2 separate regions of the Triticum aestivum genome follow, and region 2 is linked to region 1. A link is a contact called in public Hi-C data. All regions are on one chromosome and are shown on one strand. Each heading gives the region's core, a stretch centred on a gene start, on an enhancer-like site or on the middle of the called end of the contact. The rest is flanking DNA. Distances are from core to core; before and after follow the strand shown.

The links. Hi-C and Micro-C count contacts between places; a contact is called where the count stands out from the background.
Region 2: a contact with region 1 is called in a Hi-C map of leaf, with 5 times the contacts expected there. The contact joins the promoter of LOC123052050 here to the promoter of LOC123052049 in region 1. A contact is called at or near these places in 3 of 5 Hi-C or Micro-C datasets (all in leaf).

Annotation. Positions count from the first base shown.
Region 1 is chr2D:117,467,310-117,475,152 of IWGSC CS RefSeq v2.1, reverse strand. LOC123052049 reads right to left here and starts at 5,197. Exons shown (of 2, transcript XM_044475100.1): 1 at 3,894-5,197; 2 at 3,368-3,794. The coding sequence starts at 4,868. The coding sequence ends at 3,642. It overlaps LOC123052047 (ATP-dependent RNA helicase DEAH12, chloroplastic), which reads right to left. Exons shown (of 9, transcript XR_006424427.1): 9 at 7,350-7,843.
Region 2 is chr2D:117,939,618-117,947,460 of IWGSC CS RefSeq v2.1, reverse strand. It overlaps LOC123052050 (GEM-like protein 1), which reads left to right and starts at 3,088. Exons shown (of 4, transcript XM_044475101.1): 1 at 3,088-3,397; 2 at 3,545-3,646; 3 at 3,751-4,025; 4 at 4,377-4,747. The coding sequence starts at 3,250. The coding sequence ends at 4,553.

The DNA.
Region 1 (7,843 bases), core at 3,948-6,447:
GAGTCCTACTCCCGGTGGGAGTAGGACTCCTCATGGGGCGCGCCATAGGGGGCCGGCCCCTCCCCCTCCTCCACTCCTTTATATACGGGGAGGGAGGCATCCCTTGGAGACACAACAATTGATCATTGATCTTTTAGCCGTGTGCGGTGCCCCCCTCCACCATAATCCACCTCGGTCATATCGTAGCGGTGCTTAGGCGAAGCCCTGCGTCAGTAGCTTCATCAACACCGTCATCACACCGTCGTGCTAACGAAGCTCTTCCGAGAAGCTCTACTAGGTCGTGAGTTCGCGGGACGTCACCGAGCTGAACGTGTGCTGAACGCGGAGGTGCCGTATGTTCGGTGCTGAGAATCGGTCGATCGTGAAGACGTACGACTACATCAACCGCGTCACTCCCGCTTACGATCTACGAGGGTACGTAGACGACACTCTCCCCTCTCGTTTCTATGCATCACCATGATCTTGCGTGTGCGTAGGAATATTTTTGAAATTACTACGTTTCCCAACAGATCACACATAAGCTAACTGTACACATACTTCCGAGAACCTTACCCTATATGATCTACATATAACCATAACTGTTATGCAAAACGATCACAGATCATTTTCTATCAGGGCCTAGACTACATGACCCATTACCAGTGATATCTGGTAATTACAAATAATCAAGTATCTCATGAGACAACAAATATCACACATGAGCATCAAGTACAGGTATCTTCCAAACCCAAGGTGATTTGTTTCATTTAGCGTAAAGCCAAATTTCAGTTTAGGTGTGTCCATGCGTACTACTTATGGGTTGGATAGAAACACGTAGTACAATAGGGGTTCATCTGCTAGAATTATGACGAAAGTCAAAACAATTACTTCTCGAATCCTTTTTTTAGGACTCTTGTATCAGTTTAAACTTTCTCCACTTCTGCATTCATGCTCTCGAGCTATGTTAACAAAAGCAAACTACGTCAATACCAGTAAACAGACCTGACACCCCAAGTTGTATGTGAAGGGTTCTGATCGTGAAGGGAAAATACTTACATGAAAACACAACTGAGCATTGTCCACCTGGCTGGATAGGTGTGTATTAATGATGCTCGCAACTGGTATAAACCGGGAAAAATCGTTCATGAATAACTCAACCTGAATCATGGATTGCTCTCCATAGTCTGCCATGCATATGTGCATGCTATATCAAGAAAATCAGCAATTCCAATAAGATACTAAACCTATCCAATGGTTCGTATCTAGATGTTTCCCCTACTAAAAATTCACATCGACTTGTCATCAGGAGCTTCCTTGCTGCAAAATCCACACAAAAAAATAAAAATCAAACTGGTTCAGTTCTATCTGAATCAATTGATGCCCGCACGTGGTGGAGAGCCCTAGGACTCGATACTGAAATCAGTAGATGGGTACCATCACAATCGGCAGTGGAATCAGACTGGAAATCGTCAGATGGTTTCCTGCAAACTGGGTCCTGCCGGAGGGCCGTAAAATGAGGCCTCAGCCGCCGTGCCGAATGCAGATGAGAGCCGGGCCACCGGTCCTGCCGAAGAGGCGTCTGACGGGAGCCTGGCTGCCGGGCCGAACGAAGAGGGTAGCTGAGACAATGGTCCTGCCTAAGGAGGCTCCAGAGGCGGTGGTCGGCGCGGAAGGCAGAGGAGGCGTCGGTTGCCGCGAGTTGGACTTGGAGGTCGAGCGGCGGTAGGCGCGGGTGGTGTCGCGCGCGGTGCAGGAGGCGTGTGCGGAGGGGAGCCCCGGGACCGGGAGGGGGCTCGGCGGCGAGAGGTGGAGCGGCAGGGAGGGGTCGAGGGGGGTGGAGGCGAGCGCGGTGGAGAAGAGGTACGTGGAAGAGATGGACGGATGGGCTTCTGTTGGGCTCCCTTTATCCATTATTACACCGACTCGTCGTCTACACACCACGGAGACCTCTTCGGTTACCAGAGTCGAATCACACGATTTCTTTTAAAACAAATGCTGACGTGGAGAGCTGCACAAAGTAAAAAAAAGCAATTGATGAGGTGGCAAGGCTGCTGAGGTGGATAGCCTACATGTTAAGAGAAATAGGATAGTGGGGATGAACTATTTAGGTATTATAGATACTCAACACACAAGGTTACTCATCAATTTATATTGTCATATACACCAAAACCCACTTAAGGATAAAGTTGCACTTTCAATCTCCCCGTTTTGGGTGTACAATGACAATACGAATTGAGTTCATAAGATATGGAATTGGGGTTTGAGGTCGTCTAGGATAAATGAGAGGACTCACAAGGCTGAGAGGGCTTTCTTGTGGTCGGGTACCGACAAAACAATTGGCGTCAAATGTGATTAATTGGGTAACGGTTTGTAGTCCCAAGGATCCGGGGGGCCTAGGTGTGCTTCACCTTGAGAAATTGTCCTATACTCTAAGATTGAGATGGCCATGGTATGAATGGAAATAGTCTTCAAGGATGTGGGTGGGCATGGGGAACCCGTGCGATGAGGCGGACTTGACCTATTATATTCTTCTACCACCATCACAATGAGTAATGGCGCTTGTGCCCCTTTTTGCGACTCCCTGTGGCTTAACGATAAAAAGCCAAAGGACATTGCCCCCCACCCTTATCTACGTGGTCTCACTGGGGAAGAATTGGGAAGTGTGGGAAGCCATGATGGATGATGCGTGGATCCACAAGACAAAAAATCAGTTCCCTCCTATCCATGGAACACTTCCATAAGTTCGTCTTCCTTTGGGCATGCTTTCGTAAAATTCAACTCAGCGCAAACACCAAGGATGGATTGTGTGGAAACACACAGAAAGCAGTCACTACTCGGAAGCCACCGCATACAACACACAATACAGCGGTTCGACACATTCGTCCATGATGAAGAGTTCAATGTGGGTGCATGGGCGCTGCCAAAGGCCAACTTTTTTGCATGGTCAGAATAGAACTTGGACCGCCGATCAGTCAGCCAAGCGAAGTTGGCAAAATCATGGCCTTTGCCCCTTGTGCAAAAGAGTGCAAAAATCTACGGCAATCTTCTCTTCTAGTGTGGATTCACCCTAAGGCTATAGAACTTGACCAAGTAGTGGCTATGCCTTGATGCCATCGAAACTCCTCTTAGTTGGCGGAGTGCTCGCTCGAAGAATGATGGATCAACAAGTGAAGCAACAACAAGCCTAATAGAAGGCCATTGCCTCCCGCAACATGGTCATTTCTTGGATGAATTCAAACGAGAAAATGCTAGAAATTTCTGCCATAAATCGGCGACGCCCACAATGCTACTTGATGTCATCAAGAAAGAGGCATCACTTTGGACTACTACCAGCGCGAAGCATTCGAGACAAATAATGCTGAGAGCATAAAACGTAAAACCTACTCCATTGTAGCACTTAAACTTTTCGCAAACCTTGTATAAACTGCTTAATTAATGAGATTATCGTTTTTTGTACAAATTATATGTTCTTCTGAATAAAAGGACAACGCTTCTGCCGATTGTTCAAGAAAAAAAGGTGTGGTGCTTTCCAAAAATACTCCCCCCTAAAATAATATATTTCGTTTTAGCAATTCAATTTGAACTGTTAAAACGACATATATATTATGGTACAGAGGGAGTGTATAAGAAACAAAAATGCTTTTTTTCCAAAAAATTCTGCATCAGGGAACGAAACTAGTGCAGAGCTGTTTGTTGTCGTCTCCGGTGTAACCGGGGGAACCATCTTCAGCGTCCATCTTCTTCTCTAGCTCAGCAAGAGCTTTGGTGAGAGACCTCACGTCCAAAGCTTCGCCCAATGCACCATCGGAATCATACTGAAACATACATAGAGTAGCATCAGTTTTACCAGTATTTTGCCAATAAATTAAGCAAGCAATGTTAGAAAACTACAGTAGAAGAGAGGAGATGGACACCTTCTCCAGCCGTAGAAGACGCTCCTCCGGATCCAGACGATCAGCGCCGATCTTGCTGGGACTAAGGAGCAGGCGGAGGTGAGGCCGAAGGAACTCGGCGCAGTGCGACCCGAGGTTGCAGGCCGGGAAGGCGGACTCGCAGCCGAGCTGGTAGAAGGGGCAGTTGGCGAGCTTCATGGGGCAGACGGTGACGCAGTGCCGGTCCATCTGGCGCCGGGCGACGGCGAGGCCGCAGCGCTGCTCGCAGGGGAGGAGCTTGAAGGCGCACGCCTCGTCGTGCGCGTCGGCGCGGCAGGCGGAGACCTCGGCCCGGCAGCCCTGGGCCTGGTTCCGGCACCGCACGGGCCTGAATCGGCAGCGCGCGGCGACGTGGTCGGCGAGCTCCTCATGGGTCTCCAGCTCGTCGCGGCAGCAGAACCGGCCGCCGCCGTCGTCCAGGCCGCGGAGGAGGTCCCGCGCGACGGCCTCCCGCCTCTCGACCGGCCAGAAGCGGCTCGCCTCCATCTCCTCGACGAGGTCCTCGATCCGGTCGTCGCGGCCGTCGTCGCCGCCGCCCAGGTACGGCAGCCAGCCGGCGATGGAGACGGCGACGCTCCTCTTGCTGCCCGCGAAGTCGTCCAGGAAGACGGCCAGCGCCTCGGCCGGGTCATCGCGGTCGATCGGATCCTCCTCCTCCTCCGCCTCGGGCGGGCTGCTGCTGCGGTGCGCGACGTAGCGCACCAGCTCCGCGCGCAGCTGGACGGCGAGCGCGGAGGAGGGGCTCCCGAGGGTGCTGTCGACGCACGCCGCGGCCAGGCCCGGGAGCAGCAGCTGCGCCAGCTTGTGCACCACCTGGATGTCGCAGTTGGGGCAGGGCAGGAGGGTGGTTCGACCAGCCGGGCCCTCCCCCTCGCCGCCGCCGCCGCCGCCGCCTCCTGCTCCTCTTGTGATCCTTCTCCCCGGATCTGCTTCGACCACCGGGGCCTCCAATTCCATGGCGCGGCTTTCAGCTTCTCGCCGCGGCCTCAGCTGCACGCCGATGACACGCCGAGGACGCAGTTGCAGCCTTGCAGGGCGAATACAGGTTGAAGCGAAATTCTGATCGGATTGTAGAGGTCGTCTAATTTCTTGCGGTGAGCAAAACTAAGTCAACTCACGGGCTAGGACGGGAGAGAGGAGACAAGAAAAGTAAGAGGAGGGATTTTATTTCAGCGAAAGAAATCGATTATTTCCTTTGTTCCGCTGGTGGGAGGGTGAACAGTTTTATTCGGAAATGCTCTCCTGCGGCCGTCTATCCGGTGGCAATTAGTACCTATTTTCTTTTCTCACCTGGCCATCTTATACAATGCAAGTTGCTTAATAAAATGAACCGAGTCTAAGTAGGATCCCGGTTATCAAAATATATACGTACATGAGGGTTTCTTGAGAGAAGAGCCGGCATCGCCCGCATATACTTTCCCCTCGCCTCCCGGCTGCCACCTGGCGTTGGGACCTTGGATTTTAAGAGTTTTATGTTCTTCGCCGGCATGGTTTTGTGAGAATAAAGCTATTCTCGTTCTTTTCTGACAGTGCCACGAAACTAGAGAGGTTTGTGTCTCGCACATCCGATTATTCGGTAATGAATTTATGTTATTGTGTCAAACTGTTTTCGTTGGTTTGATTATGTCTGGAGTTGTATTTTTTCCTCAACACCATAGTGAAGATCTTGTGATTCAACGGCATACACTTTGAAACGTTCATCCAAGCCGATCACTTAAGGCTTCCCGTCTCTTTGGATGTACGACTCATGGGGCTTCCAGAAACCTTCATTGGTAGTCAAATTCATGTGAGCGAAAGGGTGATCGAATCGCTGCTTCGATTTAATTGCAGTCCTTTTACTGAAAAAATTGGAGTATTTCGTTTTGCAAAGATTGATACCACATAGATGTTTTCGACAGATATCATTGTAATTCTTAGTCACTATAATTACTTTGTATTTTTTTGGATTTTAGATCCAAAGCACGGTACATATGTTCCTAAAAAAAGTGAACCAAGTTTTTATTAAGCATCAATGTTTATCTTTACAAGAGGGATGTTCCTCTATAAATAAGCATCTATGCAAAAAAAACGATTTTTTTTCTTGCATTGAACAAGGCCTAAAAAACAACTACCGTGGTTGAGCAAGCAGATTGCATATATGGTATGAAAAACGCTTTCTTTCATCCGACTGATTTCTCGCTGGCGCAAACCGCCTCGCGCGTCGTCCGATCGAGCGAGATCGTGCGGCTCCTATCATGCGCGCGATCAACCAGGGACGCAGGCCCGCCCAGGCTGCCAGGCCGTTCAGCTCTCCTTTTTTTCTACCACTCCTATTGCAACATTAAGTCATTACTCATGCATTCACTTCTCATCCTCACGAGTCACGACCTCACCCTTTCATCTCACATCCACTAGCCTCCTGACGCGACGCTCCTCACAGCGATGAGCCAGCGAAACGGGGAAGCGGACGGGAGGAAGGAGAGCGGAGGCGAGCGCATAGTCATCCCGACCGTGGCAATGCTTTCATGACCATGACGACTTCGACAGCCACAAAAATACGCCAACGACTAGGGCGACGAGGCATGCCATGACAGCGTTGACGACGAGGCATGCTTCAATGGTCGTGACGATGCTTCGACGACGATGACGACAACGTCGATGAATGGTCGTGGCAATGCTTCCATGATCATGACGACTTCGACGACCACAACAATGCTTCAACGACGACGACGACAACGTCGATGAATGGCCGTGGCAATGCTTCCATGATCATGATGACTTCGACGACCACAACAATGCTTCAACGACTAGGCCGGCGAGGTATGCCATGACAGTGATGACGACCGCAACCATGCAACAAGGCATGCTTCAATGGTCGTGGTGATGCTTCGACGATCACGACGACATCGACGACTACGGAAATGCTTCAACGACCACCACGACGAAGCGCCAGTTGCGCAGGCTTGTTGGACCGCAGTCAAGCGCCAGTTGCGCGGGCTGGGACTGCACTGCAGCGTGTGCTAGAGGAGTTGAAGTCGAACGGACGGCTCTCATCTATCTAATCGAACGGTGTATGAGGCGGTTTATCTTCGGTTTTGCATCAGCCGGATTACGCGTAGTAGCAGCCATATGGTATATGCAGGACTGAAGGACATCCTAGTAATACAATAGAAGGCGAACTTGAATGACCAACACAACACAGCGTGTTTGCCATGTCGTCTCCACTTCTCCCTCACCACTTCAGTAGTGGTGGTGCAGCAAACCTCCACGCATTCTGTGCCGGGCACAACGCCACCACACAACCTGCAAATAAACATTATTATTATCGCACTGCAGTACGGTTCTACTTGCTTAGCATGACTACGATCACAAATCATCGCACTGCAGTACGGTTCTTACATCGATCTGAACTTGGATGGGTACTATCTTTGGGTGAGAAATAGGCTGCATCCCTGTCGGTAGTTCCGAAAAAAAAAACATCGATGCCGCACACGTTGATTTTGTACATCAGCTTATATCTATTTTCGCAATGATACACAGGAAAACTACACTGGCAAATTGAGTGTTTCATGTGAACAAATTAAACAAGGAAAGTGAGCTCTACATACATGATGTAAAGCAATCTGAAGAACTGAAGCCTCAACTATGCATAGCCGTTCGGCTAGCAACGAGAACATTGCACGTTTTCCACCTCCATGATCCCAACGCAGCAGCAACTCTCCTGCCCTACCTAGTCGCATGGTATCCACGAATGGCAGCTGAGATCGCCTTACAACAGCTATCCGTCAACTCACATCAAAACCACCATGCGCAATGCTGCTCCACATGAGTAATATCAGGATCACACCATGCGACCAATCACCTCCTTGAATCGAGGCCACCCTGCAAAATTTTCGTCCATAAAGGGGCAACCAAGATTGCACAACCACACCAATCACCTTGCAAATCCCCAC
Region 2 (7,843 bases), core at 1,839-4,338, 470 kb before region 1:
ACACCTTCTTCACTAGGTTTTAAGATGAGCATGCCCAAGACAAAGATGGTTTATAAGGATAACCGCCAAACCTTGTAGGTGCTATTCACAGGTTCCAGAACCCACTGAGGTAGCCTGAACCAAACGACACAACTGCTCCATTTATCAGGTTATAGGTATGGGTTTCAGACCAAACCTGTGTATACTGATACCCTACCAGGGTGGTATGGTTGCAGCGCACTGGACACTTTGAGCCTGAGTTGCGTGGCAGAGTCGTCGATGGCAGTATGGCACCCGTCTCACATCAAATCCCAGAACTTCTACTGTGTTTCCTTGACATGCCACTACCTCCGACCAAGAGTTTTTCTACCAGCAATGCCCAACGGTTATGCTCGTCTCTTTTTAGTTCTACTTCTCATTGATGAACCGATTTTGTGGTATTTTCATGTATATATGTAGCTTCCTGTCCGAATAAAAAATTGTGAATTCCCATCTTGTTCCACTGTCAATTTCTTTTATTGTAAGATAGTTACACTGCAGTACTATTCTTTTGGTTCACATTTTTGTTAAGAAGATAACATGTTCGAAATTACTTTTTCGGAATACACATGTTCAAAATTACTAATTACGTAGATTGCCTCCTCATTAGTCATTAATATCCCAAAGTACGAGCTGGATGCAAAAAGCTCTTACCTTAAAAGTTGTTATTAATATTTTAGTAAGTACTACTATTGCTGAAACAGCTCTAGTGACATGACGCTATATGTGTAAACTCAGTCTTTGAAATTTGGAGAAGACAATGTGTTTGGTTACCTATCAAGGCTTGAATATGCGTTTGGTCACCGATCAGCTCGAATATCATGTCTTGTTTACTGACAGAGTATTGTTCTGTTCTTAGAAAAACTGCAAGGGATTAATCCATTTAATTTCTGCTGCCAATTTTCAAGTGTGTTGTTTGGCCCGTGAGGGTTGCAGTGGGGAAGTGAGGGCATCATTTGTTATGCTCTTCCCAAATTTCCACTTGTGTTAGTCGGACAGTTCTTTTAGTGGTAGGTTTATACAAAAAAGGTCTGCTACTGTGATGCCATGCGGTCTGTTATTTCAGGAACATCTTGCTTAACTACCGACTTTGGAACTTATTGTTTCCCTGACTATATCTTTTTGTACGTCGTTGGAAATTGATTGGATCATTCTGCTCCTTATTTGGTAATTTTATCGAGGGACGATGATTTCCTCCCTATGCTGGGCTTTGGTCTAAAGATCTTTGGTACCTTTCACGCATGTAATCACAGCTTTGTGCTGTTTTCCTTGTCTACCTTGTTTTTTTTTCTTTTGATGTAACTATCTGTGCCTGTTGGTCTCAAAAAAGAGGCTCATCAGTAGTCAGATAATTCAATCATACAACTAACCTTTGCATTAACTAGTATTTTCATGGCCGGTTGGCATCTTTATGGTCAAGGCTTAGTATGGGTAATGCTCATCGCTTTTTAGTTCTACTTCTCTTTGATCAACTGATTTGTTGTATTCTCATGTAGTACATATTTTGCAGTACAATTCGTATGGTTCGCATTTTCTGTTAAGAAGATAACATGTTCAGAATCACTAGCTATGTAGATTACCTCGTCATTAGTCATTAATATGCCAAAACACCAGATTACCTCCTCATTAGTCATTATTAACAATAAGTTTGGAGAAGACAATGCGTTTGATTACCTATCAGGCTTGCGATCAGCTTGAATATCATGCCTTGTTTACTGCCACAGTTTTTGCTCTGTTAGAAGAACTGCAACGGGTTAATCCATTTAGTTTCTGCTACCAATTTTCAGGTGTCTTCTTTGCCCTGTGAGGGTTTGCAGTGGGAAAGTGAGGTCATCATTTGTTAAGCTCTTTGCAAGTTCTAGTTATGTTAGTCAGGCAGTTCTTTTGGTGGTAGGTTTATACCCCCAGAAAGGTTCAGCTAGTATGATGCCATGCGCTCTGTTATTCCATGAATATCTTGTTTAAATGTTCACCTGTTGGGGCTTATTATTATTCCCCCCCTAATCAAGTTAAAAATTATTGGCGTGAATCGTCAGAAATTGTTTGGATCATTGTGCTGCTTGTTTGGTAAAATAATTGTTTGGAGGGATGATCATTATTTCCTCCCTGTGTTGGCTTGGTCTAATGATCATTAGTACTCCAGGACTGTACCTTTGTAGCATTAACTTTCTGCTGATTTCGTTCTACGAAACATTAACTTTCTGCTGATTTCGTTCTACGAAGCATTAACTTTCTGCTGGTTTCCTTCCACCTCACGGAAATTGTTTGGATCATTGTGCTGCTTGGTTGGTAAGAGCATCTCCACTCGCCCCCTCAAGACGCCCTCAGGACACCTTTTTAGGCTCGGTTTCAGGCTTGGACGGCGCTTTTCGCCGAAAAACGGCCCAGCCACGCCCCCAACACCTCCAGGACGTCAACATAGCGCTGGCAAACCCAGGCGAAACCCGGCGCGTTGGGGATCTCTTGGGGGCGCTGGCGAAAGTTTCGGCGAATCGTGTTTGACCACATGTCCTTTTTCTTGGCCCACTTAGTTATCCTTCTCACAAACTTTTACTTGGGGTGGGGTGTGTGAGAAGATGCTCTTTATTTCGCCGGATGATCTCCAAGACACCAACTTTTTTGATTCAGTGGTGTTTTTGAAGGTGCCAACGGCTGGAGATGCTCTAAGGTAATTGGGTGGAGGGATGAATTTCCTCCCTCCTGTGGCCGCGGTATGCCGGCAAGGCATCCAGCCCAAAACTGTGCAGGCTTGCCGAGAAAGAGGGAGAGCCGTAGGTGTAAGAAGGCCATCTGGCTTTCGCCCAAATTTTATTTTGGGTTACCTGACCCCTAAGCCAGCCCCATTACTTTTTTTTTTGTTTCTGTAGTCAGCTGAATTTCAAACTGGCAAAAGATGAGGAAAAACTAGCTGACCGCAACGGGTTGGGGCTGTTTGCCGCGCGCCATCAGCGGACAACGCGCACTAGTTTGCGGCAGCCGACCGCAACGGCACGACACGGGCGGGTGCGCTCACGCTGTGTCGACGCGGAGCGCGTCGGTTACTTGTGAGTCTGTGACAGTTGGACGCTCGCTCCCACCATTATAGTCTCACGCGCTTGATTGCGTCGCCGTGTCGCTCGCTCCCCCACCACGTCCCTCTCGGAGCCGTCAACTCTGCCGCTGCTCTCCCTCGTTCCTGATCTCTCTCCCCGTCTCGTCCCCGCTTGCTCCTCCTCCTCCTGCCGATCGCCCATGGACTCCAAGCCCGAAGCCCACGCGGCCGCGGCGTACCCGCGCATGTCCCCGGCGGACCTCGCGCCGCCGCCGCCGCCGGTCGTGGCGCCCGCGGGCTCCAACCCCTACGTGCTGTCGTCGCCCTCCTCCGGACCGCCCGCCAAGAGTAAGTCACCTACCACTGCCAACCACTACCTATCTCCCGGTGTCCTGCTCTGCTGCCCCAGCTCTTGTTCTGGGACTGAATTTGATTGTCACTTGGTTAGTGTTTCTGCTGACGGTTATCAATTGTTTGGGGATTGGTTGCCCGCAGGCACCAGGGAGAATCTCAGGGAGATGTTCGGCTCGGTGGGGAAGAGGTTCAGCGAGGCCGCGCGCAAGACCGAGGGCATCGCCGGCGACGTCTGGCAGCACTGTGAGTCTCCCGTTCCCCAACACAACATCATATGCCGCACGAGATGATGAACCACAGCGTTCATACATGTTGACCAATCCATGAACTTGTGTGGACTTGTGCAGTGAAAACCGGGCCTAGCATTACGGATGCTGCAATGGGGAGGATCGCTCAGATATCCAAGGTCATATCGGAAGGGGGGTACGACAAGATATTCCAGCAGACGTTCGAGTGCTTGCCTGATGAGAAGCTCAAGAAGGCCTACGCGTGCTACCTCTCGACCTCTCATGGTCCGATAATGGGCGTCTTGTACGTCTCGACCGCCAAGCTTGCATTCTGTAGTGACAGCCCCGTGGCATATGTCACCGAGGATAATCAGACCGCGTCAGCCATTTACAAGGTAGGTGATCTGCAATACTAGTTCTTATATATTCATTTTAAAACTAACGGACATTTTCATATCTTTACCACTACCTACTTATACTTGATGAGAAAACACATTATTGCATCAAAATCGCTTTATTATACTCCCATTCTGTGTTGATGAGTCAAACTCAATCTGCTTTGACAGAGCATAAGATTTTTAATGTTTTGCTAATCTGCAACTCCCATACTAATAGCATTGAACAAGACATGGAAACATCGCTTGTTTTTGTTGTTCCTCTGGGTCATCTAAGCCGAGAGTGATCATTTTTGTTTTGTTTTGTTTTGTACTCCAACTGATCATATTCATATTTGCATGTTTTCGCAGATAGTTGTACCTGTACCTCACCTGAGATCAGTCACTCCTACCGCAAGTCAACAGAACCCTGCGGAGAGGTACATCCAGGTCGTTTCTGTCGATAACCATGACTTCTGGTTCATGGGCTTCGTGAACTATGACAGCGCTGTGAAGTGTCTCCAGGATGCTGCTCGTGGTGGCGCCTAGACATCACTTCCCCGTCGCATGCATCCGTTGTGATGGCCCATGTTGATGTCTATAGACCATTCTTGTGTATTTTGGTTCAAATTTCTGGCTTAAATAAGCAGTACATTCATGTATCAGTATTCAGTAGTGTGGCCCAACTGTGTTGTAAATATCAGAGGAATCTTAAGCTTTGTTTGTGTTGTTTGCTGCCCTCATTCTTGCACTGCAATCTATGTGTATAATGAGCCAAAGATGCTCCTGCCAGTGCCTTGATAACTTGAGGTTAGTGCATGCTTCAACACACTATCGATATATGTCTATGCTGAATGCGGCATGCTTCAACACACTCCGAGTCTCCGAGTGATTTTGTGTTTAAAATCTACCGAGAGAAAAATCCCAGAGCGAGAAAATAGATAGTGGTTTAGCGATTCAAGTCCAGTACGCTCCACCTATTACTCTTGAGAGCTGCGAACTCTCTAGACGGTTAGGTGTCAAGTTCTTCAGTGACCAAGGGTAATTGTGCTTCATGAAGAAGAAGTCTATAAAGGTTCGGAGATCACCTCAAGTATCTACGGTTCGGAGATCACCTCAAGTATCTACCACGAGTTCAGTGACCAAGAGTGATTGTGCTTCATGAAGAAGAAGTCTATAAAGGTTCGGAGATCACCTCAAGTATCTACCACGAGTGATCGACAGATTGTTCTTCATGAACTACAAAGATTCACAAAGAAGAGTCTTAAATAAAGTGAAACATTGTGTAATGGATTATATGAATGAAACTCTTTTAGCACCTTACACGGCGGAGGAAGTGAGGAGTGCTCTATTTAGCATTGGTGACTTAAAGGCCCCAGAGCTGGATGGGCCACAGGCCATTTTCTATAAAAAGTTCTAGCCTATTTAGGTGAGGACTTGATTAGGGAAGTGCTCCAGGCAGTAAACAGTGGTGTAATACCGGAGGGATGGAATCAGACCACTATTGTTCTTATACCCAAAATTGACAATCCAGAGAAGGTAACTCAGTTTCGCCCAATAAATCTTTGCAGCGCTGTCTATAAGGTAATATCTAAAATGTTGGCAGCAAGACTGAAACCGTTATTGCCTAATATAATTAGTGAGACGCAGAGTGCCTTTGTCCCCGGCCTAATTATCACTTATTGAACTGATCCGCTAGCCAAGTTTCTCAAAAGTTCGAACTAATGAAGAGACGTGGGCAATATATTTCAACATTCTCCCTCACGTCTAGGCCGTGAACGTCCAAGAAGACCTTATACGTGGGATTGAGATTACATCACAACTATTTTTATATTAAATAGTGCGTTGACTAGGATTTGATCCCGAGACCTTGTGACTCCGACACCATACTGAATTCATGCTCCAGCCAGTTGCTCCAAAACTCCGAACTATGGGAGAGGGTCAGACATTATACTCCAACATCACTCATAATGTTATTGTTGCATATGAGTGTTTACACACAATGAAGAAAAGAAAGACAGGAAAAGTGGGCACATGCGCGGTAAAACTGGATATGCATAAGGCGTACGATAGAGTTGCATGAGTCCTTTTGAAAGCAATCCTAGGGAAGCTTGGTTTTGATCAGAGATGGATTCAGCTGGTCATAGCGTGCGTCACTTCCATTGAATACAAAGTGAGGTTTAATTCTAATGAAACTTTACCGTTCTCCCTAACAAGAGGTCTTAGGTAGGGGGATCCCCTATCTCCCTATCTATTTCTGCTCTGTGCGGAAGGCCTATCTGCGCCCCATGAGGAGGCGGCTGATAATTTAAAGGGTGTTCAGGTCTGTCGTGACTCTCCCATAATTTCTCATTTATTGTTCGCTGATGATTCACTTATATTGATGAAAGCAGATCAGTTAAATGCCCAGGCGTTGAGAACGATCTTGGATGAGTATTGTTCAGCCTCCGAACAATTGGTAAGCAAGGCCAAATGTTCTATGTTTTTTAGTCCCAATACTGATGTGGAGGTTAAAGCTGAGATATGTCAAATACTGCATATTATGACGGAATCACAGTCGGATAAATATTTGGGGCTTCCCTCTATGATTGGTGTTGATCGGGTTAATTGCTTCAAACACTTAATAGAGAGGATCCAGAAATTGATGAATGGATGGAAAGAGATAACCCTCTCCTTTGGAGGTAAGGAGGCCTTACTAAAAGAGGTGGCCCAAGCCATCCCTACATATGCGATGAGTGTGTTTAAATTCCCAAAGAAAATTTGTAAGGGGATCACTGATGCAATGTCGCAGTATTGGTGGGGTGACGAGGATGACCAACGTAGGATGCATTGGTTTGTATGGTGGAAAATGTGTGTGCCAAAGGAGCAAGTAGGTATGGGTTTCCGTGACATTCATAGTTTCAATTTGGCGATGCTGGCAAAATAGTGTTGTAGGTTGATTGAGAACAATGAATCATTGTGTGCCAGAGTGTTGAGAGCTAGATATTACCCCAGTGGGGATATTCCTAACCGTGAATTTAAAAGGGTCATCGTATGTATGGCGGAGCATATGGGTAGGGATCCAAACCTTCAAGAAGGGCTGCACGTGGAGAGTAGAGATGGTGCAAAACTAGTTATTTAGAGTGATTGTTGGATCCCAAGCAGTGCATCAAGGAAAGTGGTGATAGTAAGGGGTAATCAAGTATTGTCAAGAGTGAATGATCTTATAGATCCTGTTATGGGGGAGTGGAATAAACAACTAATCCGGGACAACTTTTGACATATTGATGCAGAGCGTATTCTGTAGATTCCGCAATCAGGTAACGGAGGATTACATTGCATGTCATCTTACGAAAAGCGGAATTTTCTCAGTACGTTCGGCCTACTATAAAGAATGGGAGGATACATACAATGATAGCACTAGTATGAGTCGCCATGGTGGTTCTCGGTCGCACCAGGTATGGAGGAAAATTTGGAGTCTAAAACTGCCGGAAAAAAAATTAAGATCTTTCTATGGAGATGTCTACATAATACTATTCCCTAATTTTGTGTTCTTGCAAACCGTCACATTGGTAGTATTCTCAATGCCCAATTTGCAAAGCGGGAGCAGAAGATATCAAGCATGCGTTGTTTAACTGCGTGAGAGCAAAGGCAGTCTGGGATGTGCTTGGGATTGAGAGGATTGTACAGGACGCTTCACTTGTTGATCGCTCGGGTTCCGCTGTGCTGGAATTTCTTTTGTGTGATCAATCGATGCAACAGAATTATGAGGACTCGATAGAGCTTCCAAAGTTGATAGCTACAACGATCTGGTTTGTATGGTGGCAGCGTAGACAACAAGTTAGAGGGGAGAAAGTGCA